Regions from separate parts of the Sus scrofa genome. Here region 2 is linked to region 1. Evidence: chromatin contacts called from public HiChIP or PLAC-seq data. All regions are on one chromosome and are shown on one strand. Each heading gives the region's core, a stretch centred on a gene start, on an enhancer-like site or on the middle of the called end of the contact. The rest is flanking DNA. Distances are from core to core; before and after follow the strand shown.

What was found. HiChIP or PLAC-seq counts read pairs in DNA pulled down with a chosen protein or histone mark.
Region 2: an H3K27ac HiChIP or PLAC-seq map of alveolar macrophages shows a contact between it and region 1. The contact joins the promoter of STAB1 here to the promoter of NISCH in region 1. A contact is called at or near these places in 1 of 47 Hi-C or Micro-C datasets (liver) and 1 of 2 datasets of contacts at active chromatin or transcription factors (alveolar macrophages).

Annotation. Positions count from the first base shown.
Region 1 is chr13:34,592,851-34,597,854 of Sscrofa11.1, reverse strand. NISCH (nischarin) reads right to left here and starts at 2,067. Exons shown (of 21, transcript XM_001925354.5): 1 at 1,831-2,067. The coding sequence starts at 1,926. TNNC1 (troponin C1, slow skeletal and cardiac type) reads left to right here and starts at 3,535. Exons shown (of 6, transcript NM_001130243.1): 1 at 3,535-3,567. The coding sequence starts at 3,544.
Region 2 is chr13:34,628,283-34,633,286 of Sscrofa11.1, reverse strand. STAB1 (stabilin-1) reads right to left here and starts at 2,839. Exons shown (of 70, transcript XM_021068893.1): 1 at 1,563-2,839; 2 at 888-1,040; 3 at 643-747. The coding sequence starts at 955. NISCH (nischarin) reads right to left here. Exons shown (of 21, transcript XM_001925354.5): 20 at 4,570-4,731; 21 at 2,981-4,185. The coding sequence ends at 3,575.

The sequences.
Region 1 (5,004 bases), core at 818-3,317:
CTGCAGGCAAAGAAGGCCATTTCCTCTAAGGGAGACAAAACAGGGTCAGGTTTGGCAGCACCAGCTTTTCTGCTATAATTCTTTCCCAGGTGCTCTGCGTATATCCTGGAAGCAAGTCCTTTTCCAGTGCTCTCAGCTGTGGATTCATGTTCATGGCTGTTATTTCTGCTGCTGAGCTAGGAGTCAAGGCACTAAGAAGCTGAGGGGAGGGCGGCAGAGAATGGTGATAGACAATCAAGCCCTAACAGAAAAGAAACGGGTCTTGGAGTCAAGGAAGATCTGGGTTCAGAATCAGGTTCTGGCATTTCTTGGCTATGGTTTATGTATGTCACTTACGTAAGTGGCTGAGAGCCTAAGTTCTCCCTGAGCTTCAGTTCCTCCATCTTAAAATCTGGTCGATTTAAGAATCAAATAAGATAATGCATTCAAAATGCTTTATATAAGGCCTGACATGTAGCAAGTGTTCAACCAAAGGTAGGTGCATTAATATTCAACTCAGCATACCCGGACAAAAGGACACAAAACGGTATGGTCAGTCTAGGTCACCATCTCCCTGACAACCATTCAGAGGAGGGACTCAGCCCTGCGGAATAAGGAGAGCTTTCTGGAGCTTATCCTCCAGCTGAATGCAGTGGCTGCATGACTGCCGGCCAGGCATCAACTCAGAGACCTCAACTTTCACCTGGATGAGGACCCCTGGTCCTAGGGTCCCGCCCCTCCCTGAAGCAAGCAGGGAAGGGGGAGGAGAAAGTAATCAACTCAGCCTAAGCATCCATGGAGGAGCAGCCATTTCTCCAGGGCCTGCCTGTTGCTACAGAATTAGTCCCCAGCCTCTCTACCCAGCCTGGCAGTTTCCATCCCCTCCCTCCAGTACAGGAAAGAATGACCCTGGAGGAGGGTTAGGATGAGGTCCAAAAGGATGGGGCGAAGGCAGGGCCAAAGCCCCCCACATACTTCCCACCTTCCAGGAACAAAAGACAGGAGTCTGGGAGGTGCTCAGATGCTCAGTCCCTGCCAGGCAGCCAACCTGGCCTGTAGGCCAGGTGCCCAATCCCATCCAGACCCAGGAGGGCCTCCAACTCATCACAGTCTGGAACCTGCCCCCTTTGCTGTCCTCCATCACCCCCGTAGCTCTGAAGTGTGCGTGGGCAGTTTACAGCACCAACTCACCCCCATAATCCAAAGCCATGAAGATCCCTAAGGTTCCCCGGTTTTAAGCTTTCAGCCCTGAGCCACCCCTTCAATTGCCGGTGTCTAGGCTCCACCCTTACCCCATTCTTGTTTCTGCCAGAGCCCCAAGGAACCTGAGCCCCCCTTCACTTTTAGAGCAAATCTCAACTGCAACCTCAGGCCTCCCACGTCAAGGCCCCGTCTCCTCCGCCCCCGCCCGCAGGGCCCTGACCCTTTCTGCAGATTTCATCCATCAGAGACCCTTTCCCTAATTCCCCTCCTTCCAGACCCCTTGTCACGTCCTCCCAGGCCGGCGCCTCTCAAGGCCTAGAAGATCTAGAGGGACCGCCGCCTCAACCCGACTCCTGTCTTCCGCAGACCCCCTTTATCCTCTAATCTTTCCCCAACCCTATCCTGCTTTTCTAAACGCGTACACTTCCCAGGCCCCCTCCCTGGGCCCCACCCCAGGACCCTCTTTCCCTACCTGCAGGGCCCAGGGTCCTTCCCCAGATTCCGCTATTCCAGGTCCCCACTTCAAAATCGCAGTCCCCCACCTCCTCCTCTTCAGATGCTGGGCCCAGATTCCCTCCCCAACCTCCCAACTCTGAAATCGGGTTCCAGCCGCCACCCCTAGTTCAGGCACCGGGGCCCTCGGCACACCGTATACGTGTCCACGAGCTCAGAGCCCACGACGCGAGCCTCCTTGGCCGGCTCGGCCTCCGGTTCGGGCCCGAAGCTGCGCGCCGCGGCCGCCATGTTCCGGGCTCGGTCGCCGCCGCCGCCCGGAGCAGACTGGCAGCAGCAGGGGGCGGGGTCAGCGTCCCACCGCCCCCCGACGGCCCCCGCCCCCCGCCCCACGCTGCTCACCAAGCAGCCATCTTGGACCGGCCGCCTCCTCGCGCCCCGCCCAGCTCCGCCCCTCGCGCGTAATTGACAGCAGCTGCCAATGGCGCGCGTGCGCAGGCTGCCCGGGAAGGTCCACTTGCGTAATCTGTACCTGCCTGGCCCCGCCCGCCGCGCTCCTAGCAGCGGGGGAGAAACTGAGGCTCCGGGCGGGAACTGCTCTGGGAATTGCCAGTCAGTGCCCAGGAAGGAAGGACCAATGGCCCCGCACCTTCCGGCGTACCTGAAGCGAGTCACTGCTTCGCTTGGTCTCAGTTTCCTTCTCCAGAAAAGAGGCAGTGGTTACCTCTCACCTTCCTCTTGGGCTCATTCCCAGTTGAGCACAAGAAGGCTAAAGGAGAAGAAAAATTGGGGCTTAGAATGCAAGCAGGACAGAATAATTGTGTCAGTTCTTAACCTCTCCAAGACTCAGATCTATGTCACATGGGCTTCCAGAGAACTGAGTGGGCTAGTCCACGCAAACGCCTGGCAGGCAAGGCAGGGAGCTGGTGTGAGTTCTGCGAGAAGGTGTTGAGTTAGGTGGAAGCAATGGCTATGTGCTGGCCATCTGGCACAAGACCCCCGCTGGTGTTCTACTAGAGCTCAAAATGAGGGGGCGATAGATTGGCTCTGGACCCAGGAACTGCAGTACTGGAGCACAGGCAGAGAAGGAGCCTTAACCCAGGGGAAGACCCAGATCTAGAAGAGAGAGGTGGTAAACCAACTTCAGGGGAACAGTCTTACACAGATGGGGCATCTGTGAGGGTGAGTTTGTTGAATGATTGATTGAATGCAGTCAAGCCCAGAGCTAGTACTTCTCTCCCTGGGGAGATGAGAGGTCTCAGGCAGGGCTTCTCTGGCACCCTTGGCAGAAAGGCTCCAGCCCATACTCTCCTGAGGTAGGTCAGTGCCTTCCTTCTCCACTAGTACCACAGCACCGTACTCTGAACTTGGCATTCGAGGCTTCTCTGAGGGTTCTGCTCTCCCACCCTCTCCTTACATAGTGTTGCCCCTGCTCCAGAGAGGTTTAACCTAAGTTAGGAGCTGCCACGTCAGCCAGACCTCAAGCAAGTCCTTCCAGGAGCCTCACCTATTCCCTTGATTGGATAGGGGTTGAGCTGCTGTGTATAGGGGCCTCACCTCCGGGGCAGACAGGAGCTGCAGTATAGTGGGCCCCAGGCGAGGCCCCTGTACACAGCTCCCGTCTGTCCTGGGCTTATGTTTTCATTTTTTCAAAAAACTTTTCTGGAGAGTCCCTGGGGAGATGGAGGACAGAGGGAGAGAGACCTGGTCCTTATAGCCCTTCATCTTCTCCTTGCCCTGGGCGGAGGACACAGGGACTCAGGCCAGTGTGAGATCACCAGGTCCAGGGGAGGGAGTGGAGGATACGGCAGGCAGGGGTGGGCTGGGCCGGGAATGTGGCGGGGCAGGGCTATTTAAGCCGAGGGCCGCTGCTGGCAACCTCAGCAGCCTGCCCTGTGAGCCGCCAGTATGGATGACATCTACAAGGCTGCGGTGAGGGATGGGCCTGGGCAGGGCTGGGGTGGCGGGCCCACAGGGGGCTCATTCAGCTCATGATGGGGGCAAGGTCACCTGAAGGAGATGGTGGGAATCCAGGAGAGGGACCACGTACTTTCAACCCAGGCCCTCAGGGGCTGGTGGGGCTGGCATTCCAGGGTGTGGAAGGGGTGAGGAGTTTAGGGTCTGTGGGTAGCTGTCAGGGTGGGTGGAGGAAGATGTCGCAGCTTTGGCATCATGTCTGCCCCTGTCTCCAAATGTCTCTAGTCTACGTCACTGGTCTCTGGACTTTTGCTGTTTCTAGTCTCTTTCCATCTCTTTGTTCCTTCCAAGCTCTCCCTCTGAGGCTCTGTTGCTGTTTCCCTGTCCCCACCTCCCCCACTGCTGCCCCTCATATTCTGCTTCTCACATGTCCACAATCCCCCACCCCCTCCAGCCCCTTGGCTGGCTGCAGATGCTGTGGAGAGTGGGATAGGGGTTGTGAGGAGGGGGCTGGAGAGCTGGAATCCTGAGCTGGAGAAGGGGCTCTGAAGTTTAAGGCAGGCAGGGAGGGACTGGGCATGGGGGTGGGGAGCTGGGAAGAAGGAACAGAGAGCTGAGGCCCCAGCCCGCATCCAGCTCGGCAGGCTCCGGATCAGTGGCTTAGCCAGGGGTAAGGGCTGGAGGGTGGTCACTTCAGGTCCCTGCAGGGCCCACTGAGGGGCTTCAGATGTGATTCCATGCCAGCAGGGGGGTGTGTTACTGACCTCCTCCCACCGTAGAGACAAGGACATCTGACATGGACAGCTGCTCCCAGGGGAACCCCTCCCTCAGCCCGGGGAAAGGAAGGGGGTGCCTCTGCCTATCCTGCAGGAGTCCATGGAGCTGGGGGGGCAGTCCTCCGCCCCATGCCCATACAAGGCCTGGCGGGGCTGGGAACTAATTTTGGCTCCTGAGGCTCCAGCAGGCCAGGGGGCTAGATAACGCTGCCCCACCCCCTGCATGCCAGAGTCCCCAGAACAATCACCAGGTTTAACTTTGTCCCCCGTTAAAAATAGCCCAGTGGCCACCCCGGTCAGGTTACAGTGGGTGGCTTTGCCTAGCCCCACTTTGGTTTTATTGTCCCAACCTGAGGGACAGCTGTCTCTTGGGCCACCCAGCTTGGGTTTCAGCCGGGGGTTGGGGGTGGGGTGGGGAGGGCGATGACTATTGTTACTCAGGGTCACCTTGGTCGTGGAAGGGGTTCCCACCTGTCACCCTGGCCCTGAGCCCAGTCTCAGTGAGGCTAGCCAGGTCACCTCAGGGCTTTGGGGGGCAGGGAGGGAGAACTGAGGCCTCTTCTGCTCTGTGACCTGGGAATGGCCTACCTCTTCCTGGCTTTAGTCTTCCCAGCTATGGAATGGGTTGATTTCCTCCACAGCAGCGAAGGCCTGAGCCTGAGTCCTGAGACCTCTT
Region 2 (5,004 bases), core at 1,590-4,089, 35 kb before region 1:
GAACAATAGGGCCCCATTCTCAGGGGCCAGAATGATTTCAGGGGATAATGTCAGGTGTGCCCAGCTGTGCGCTTGGTAAATAGCAGCTCTTGGGCTCGAGGGCATTATTGCTGGCTCTTGTTTGCCCAGAGGGCCTGGGGGTGAGTGGACCCCTGCCTCCTCTGGGCACCCTTGGGGCAGGACACAGGCACACATGCACACACACATGTAGCATGCCCACCCAGTGTCCACATGAGCCTCTTGATTTGTCAGTCCTGTGAGGGCTGGGGTGACCACATCTCCTATCTCCAGCCAGGGTGACCTGGACTGCAGTGTGGGCAGGGAGATGGACCTGGCTCTGTACCTTACCCTGTCCTTGGGCTGGGGAGCTCTGGGATGGCTGCCCCCATATCACCTGGCTGGCTAGCCGGACACAGAGGAGGGCAGGCTGACACATCCTTGCCACCCCAAGTGGCGAGACACAGACCTCAGCCTGAGGAGGTGGGCACAAGAGCCCAGCCCTCTGTCCAGCTCAGAGGAGGTCAGACAAGAACCATCTGTGTCCCCAGCCCCGCATCTGATCTGGACATGCTCCCTCCCTGCTCCCACCACTGGCCAGGAGGTCCTGGATACCACAGCCGCCTGCGACAAGCTCACACTCACCTTCTGCCCCATGATGAAGCTGGATACTGCCAGGAAGAGGGCCAGGAAGCCGAGCAGGAGGCGGCTCCGGGGCCCGGCCATGATTGGTGGTGGCTGGCTGGCTTGCTGTGTAGGACAGAGTCAGGGTGGCCAGTGTGAGGAATGAGCTTGAGGAAGCAGGAACAGTGTGGGCAGGCGGGGCGGAGTGGGCAGGCGCTTTAAAAGCAGTCAGGAGGCCCCGCCAGCTCCCCCCGACAGGAACCCACCAGGATTTCCTCCTGCATATCAGCAGGCTGCAGGCTGAAGGGAAGGTGCTGGCCACTGACCCCCACATGGATGCCTGGGCCCTGCTTGGAGCTTCCTGGCCCGGGACCTTCCTCCTGGCATCACAGCCTCCGAGCCCATCATTATCCACAAGCCTGCGGGATATCAGAGGTTGTGAAGAACGTTCCAGTGTATTTGCAAACAACTCCCCACCTCAAGCACCTGAAAGCCCAGGGTGTTTCATTCAGAGGCTCTGGGGTGAGGGTGGGGGTAGGTTCTGAGGGTTGGTGGGGGGAGGGGGCCCCAGAATCAAGTGTGTCTGCTTCCACCTTTCCAGCTGCTGAGGGCTCTCAGAGGCCTCTGAATCCCTGCTAGCCTCTGTGCCAAGTAGACACCCATCAGACTACTCCTTCTCTCCCCTGCCCTGCTCGGCCTTCACTGCCGCCGGATGCCCATCCCCATTGTGTTCCCCTGCTGCCCATCTGCCCCAACTCATTCTCCACTCTGTCCTGAGGCTTCCCCCTGCACTCTGGACCCCACTCTGTGCCAGGCTGGCCCCTCTGCCCTCATTGCCTGCTCCCCCACCCCCACTCTGCTCCACCACACGGGCCTTCCTACTCCCTAACCACAGAGTGAGCTCCCTAGGTGCTTTTGCTCCAGATCCTCATAGGACTCACCACAAGGTCCAGGTTAAAGTTCTCCAGCCTTCGCCTTCTCGTAGCACTGGCCACCAGCCGGCACTGGTTTAGTTTATTTTCTGTCTCCCGCTGGAATGTCAGCTAAGGGAGAGCAGGGACAGTGATTGGCTGGTTCACACAGATTTGTGGGATGGATGAATGAAGGGAGTTACTTTTATTATTCTGTTACCAATGGGGAAACGGAGGCTCAGAGGGAACTAGGGAATTCTTCTAAGATTGCTTAACCAGAGTTAAACTCCAATCCCAGTTCTGCTGCCTGCAGGGCACCCCGCCCCTGACTACACTGCACAAACTCTCCCCATTAGGTCCTGTCCTCATGACCCCTCTAGGCTGGGGTCGGCTATTATATGCTGGGGGCTGGAGGGCCTGGGAGCAGGAGTCCGTCTAATAGGTGAGGCCTATGTGCAGTGGACCTCGACTCTGGTCTATAAATCTGCATTTGTCAATGACATGACTGAGATGGAAACAGGGAGATGGCCATTTGTACAGGCCTTTGATAAAGGCCTGATTGGGGGCAGGCTTATCACTGTCCCCTCCCCCACCAGCTGAGGGGCATGGAGCTGGTCTTTGAGAGCTGGCTGGGGGTGTGTGGATGGGGAGACCCTTCTCTTGGTGGTACCCCCCGCCCCAAGCTTTCCTCCAGGCCAGGATTCCCTTTCTGCTGCCACCAAGGGCAAACTGAGGAGAGGCAGGCCTGGGATCTGGGTTAGCTAGCCACTTCCCATCCCCTTAATATTGCCTGGCCCAAATGGCCCTGCAGCCTTAGGGCCCAAGGCTCCTGACTGGGCCAGGATGAAAGAGAGGCAAGTGAGCCTCAGAAGCCCTGCTGTGGAGGGCAGGAACGGGTTGAGGAAGGATGGGGCACAGAGGCTGGCTCCTAAAGAAATCCTACATCCTACCTTAGCTGGGCTCCCTGAGACAACAATCTCTCAGGACAAGGAACCCAGACACGGACAGCACAGGGCACTCCTCCCCACACTCCAGCCCTGGGGCCACCTCCCTGTAGGCTTTTCCCCCTGCAGGCCATCCTGGTGAGGCCCCTAGACCTCACAGAGTAAGCTATCCCAGGCTCCAGGCTTAAGCCTCACAGCAGGCCCAGGTGTGAAGGTGGCAGGGCAGCAGCCAGTGTGCCAGGTATGCCTGAGGAGCTTCATGCCCCTTGTTTGCCCTGAGGCTCCGGGTTTAGCCCTGGCCCAGCATGGCCCTTTCCCTGTCCCAGGTTCCAGTGACACCGATTCCGCATCTGGCCCTGGGAGAGCCACGTACTTTCCTTCATCCCCTCCTCCCTCCTTCTCTTCCTGCAATATCTCACCTTCTTGATGGCACCCTCTCTCTCACCACGCCCTGCCCAGTGCCCTGCTGGGACCCCAGTGGCCTTTGAAATAAAAGAGCCAGACTGTGTCAAACTTGGCTTTATGGAATAGAGAAAATAGGCAACAGGAATCACACTTGGGGCTGGCAGCTGTAGGTCCCCTGCCCCCAGCCCTCTCAGCCTCAAGGCCTGGGGGACTCCTGCCCCACAGGGCTCTCATTCCCACTTGTCTGGTCCCGGAGAGGCTTCCCCTTTGGAAAACTGCACAGGGCAGGAGCTTTCAATGTGCACTGTGCGGCCAGCTTCATAATCAGCAGCAGGTGCCCACAATGACAACAACAGTAACAAGACTGGACTTCACATCTCAGGAAAGGACGTGTAAAAGAGTAAACCAGAACCACGGTGCAACGTTAACAACAGTCCCACGACAGAAGATACGACACTGGTGTGCCCGGCCATGTGGCACCAGGGACAGGCAGATCCACGGGAAGCTGATGGTACCCGGAGACCCTGGAGGGGCCGGCACTTTCACTCTCAAGACAGAACCAATTGAACACACAGTTCACATTCTCTGGGAGGACAGTCAAATGAAGGTACCAAGAGAGAAGAAAACATTTTTAAAAGAACAAAGAAAGCCTCCTTTCCCGCCCTGAGTGGACACCAGGCCAGACATGGTGAGCTAGCCGGTGAGTTCCACGGGCAGCTCCCGGCCGCACAGAGCCTCCCACTGGCGGGCTAACAGTGAGATGAGCTTCTCGCGGCTCTCAGCACTAGGGATGAACACTTGCCACTGGACCTCGCGGCCCTGGCCAGCTCTGGCTGGGCCCCCTGGCTCCTCCCCAAAGTGGTCCAGGGTGACGCTGCCCATGAGGTCGTGGCCCTGAACATCATCAAAGACCAGGGTGAGGGCCTGCGGGTATGTCTGGTAGCCCATGAGCACGCGGTCCAGGTCCCGGACGCGGCGGCCATCATCCAGTCGGTACCGGTCCCTCTGTGGAGGCTCCTTGGCGAACTCGGGCAGCGGGTAGTGGACGAAGTCCTCATCCAGAAGGAAGATCTCGGCGCTGGTGAGCAGCAACGTCTTGGGGCGCAGCAGGCCCCTACAGCGCCCAGGTAGTGGCATGCCCACCTGGAAAGCTTGCACGTACAGCAGGATGCTGAGGCCCGGTGCCTTCTCTGGGTCAGCCATCTTCTGGGCCACAGTGAACGTCAGGTCCCCGATCTCCTCCTCGCTGGGGTAGGTGAACTTGACGCGGCTCGAGTGGATCAGCTCGTAGTTCTCCACCTTTCCTGCAGAGAGATGCCAGTGGGGCTGGAGCCTGGAACTGGCCTGTGGTGAGGCTGGGAGCACCAGTGGCCCCAAGCCACCCAGAGGCAGCAGCAAGAGCTGAGTGTCTGTCAGAAGCAGGAGAGAGGGCTCCAATCCCCCATACTTAGGCAGAGACCCGCAGGCCAGCAGCTGAGACCAGAGTGGAGTGGACACTGAGAAGCACCCACTGGATGGCTGTGGATTTGGTGGCATGGGAAAGTTCACGGAAAACCCTAGTGACTTAGCATGAAAAGAGACAAAGAGGAGAGACAGAAGCAGACATGGGGCCGGGGCACAGAGGGGTTGCTCTGGGGCCTGCTACTGCTCTCAGGGTTGGCCAGGAGACCCAAGCTGGGTGGGGGTACCTGTGGTCTTGTTTCCAAACTCAGAGTAGAAGTCTTTGTCGACAGGCTCAGGAGAGGGTGTGCGTTCTAGCAGGGACAGCACAGCCATGACGTGCTGGAGGAAGCAGTGTGTCAGGTAGCTGTCCCGTGTCAAGCATGTAACCACCTGCGCCGGGGAGGAACCTGTGGAAGAAAGGCCAGTCACGGCTGCAGGCTGCTGCTCCCCCAGCCCCCGTCCCTGCCCCTGGAGCCACCTCTAGTCTCTAGCAGATCAGCCTGGACCTGTGGACCACAGAGCAAGGGCCAGGAGGGCCCATGTGGGAAAGTAGCATGGGGTCTGGGGAGATGGCCATTTCTCAAGCCGGAAGGGTTGTGACATTTCTCTGGAAGGGGATACAGAGGCATCAGGGAAAGAGCTTAGCTTTCTCTCTTCAGGAAGTATGAGTCAGAAACATC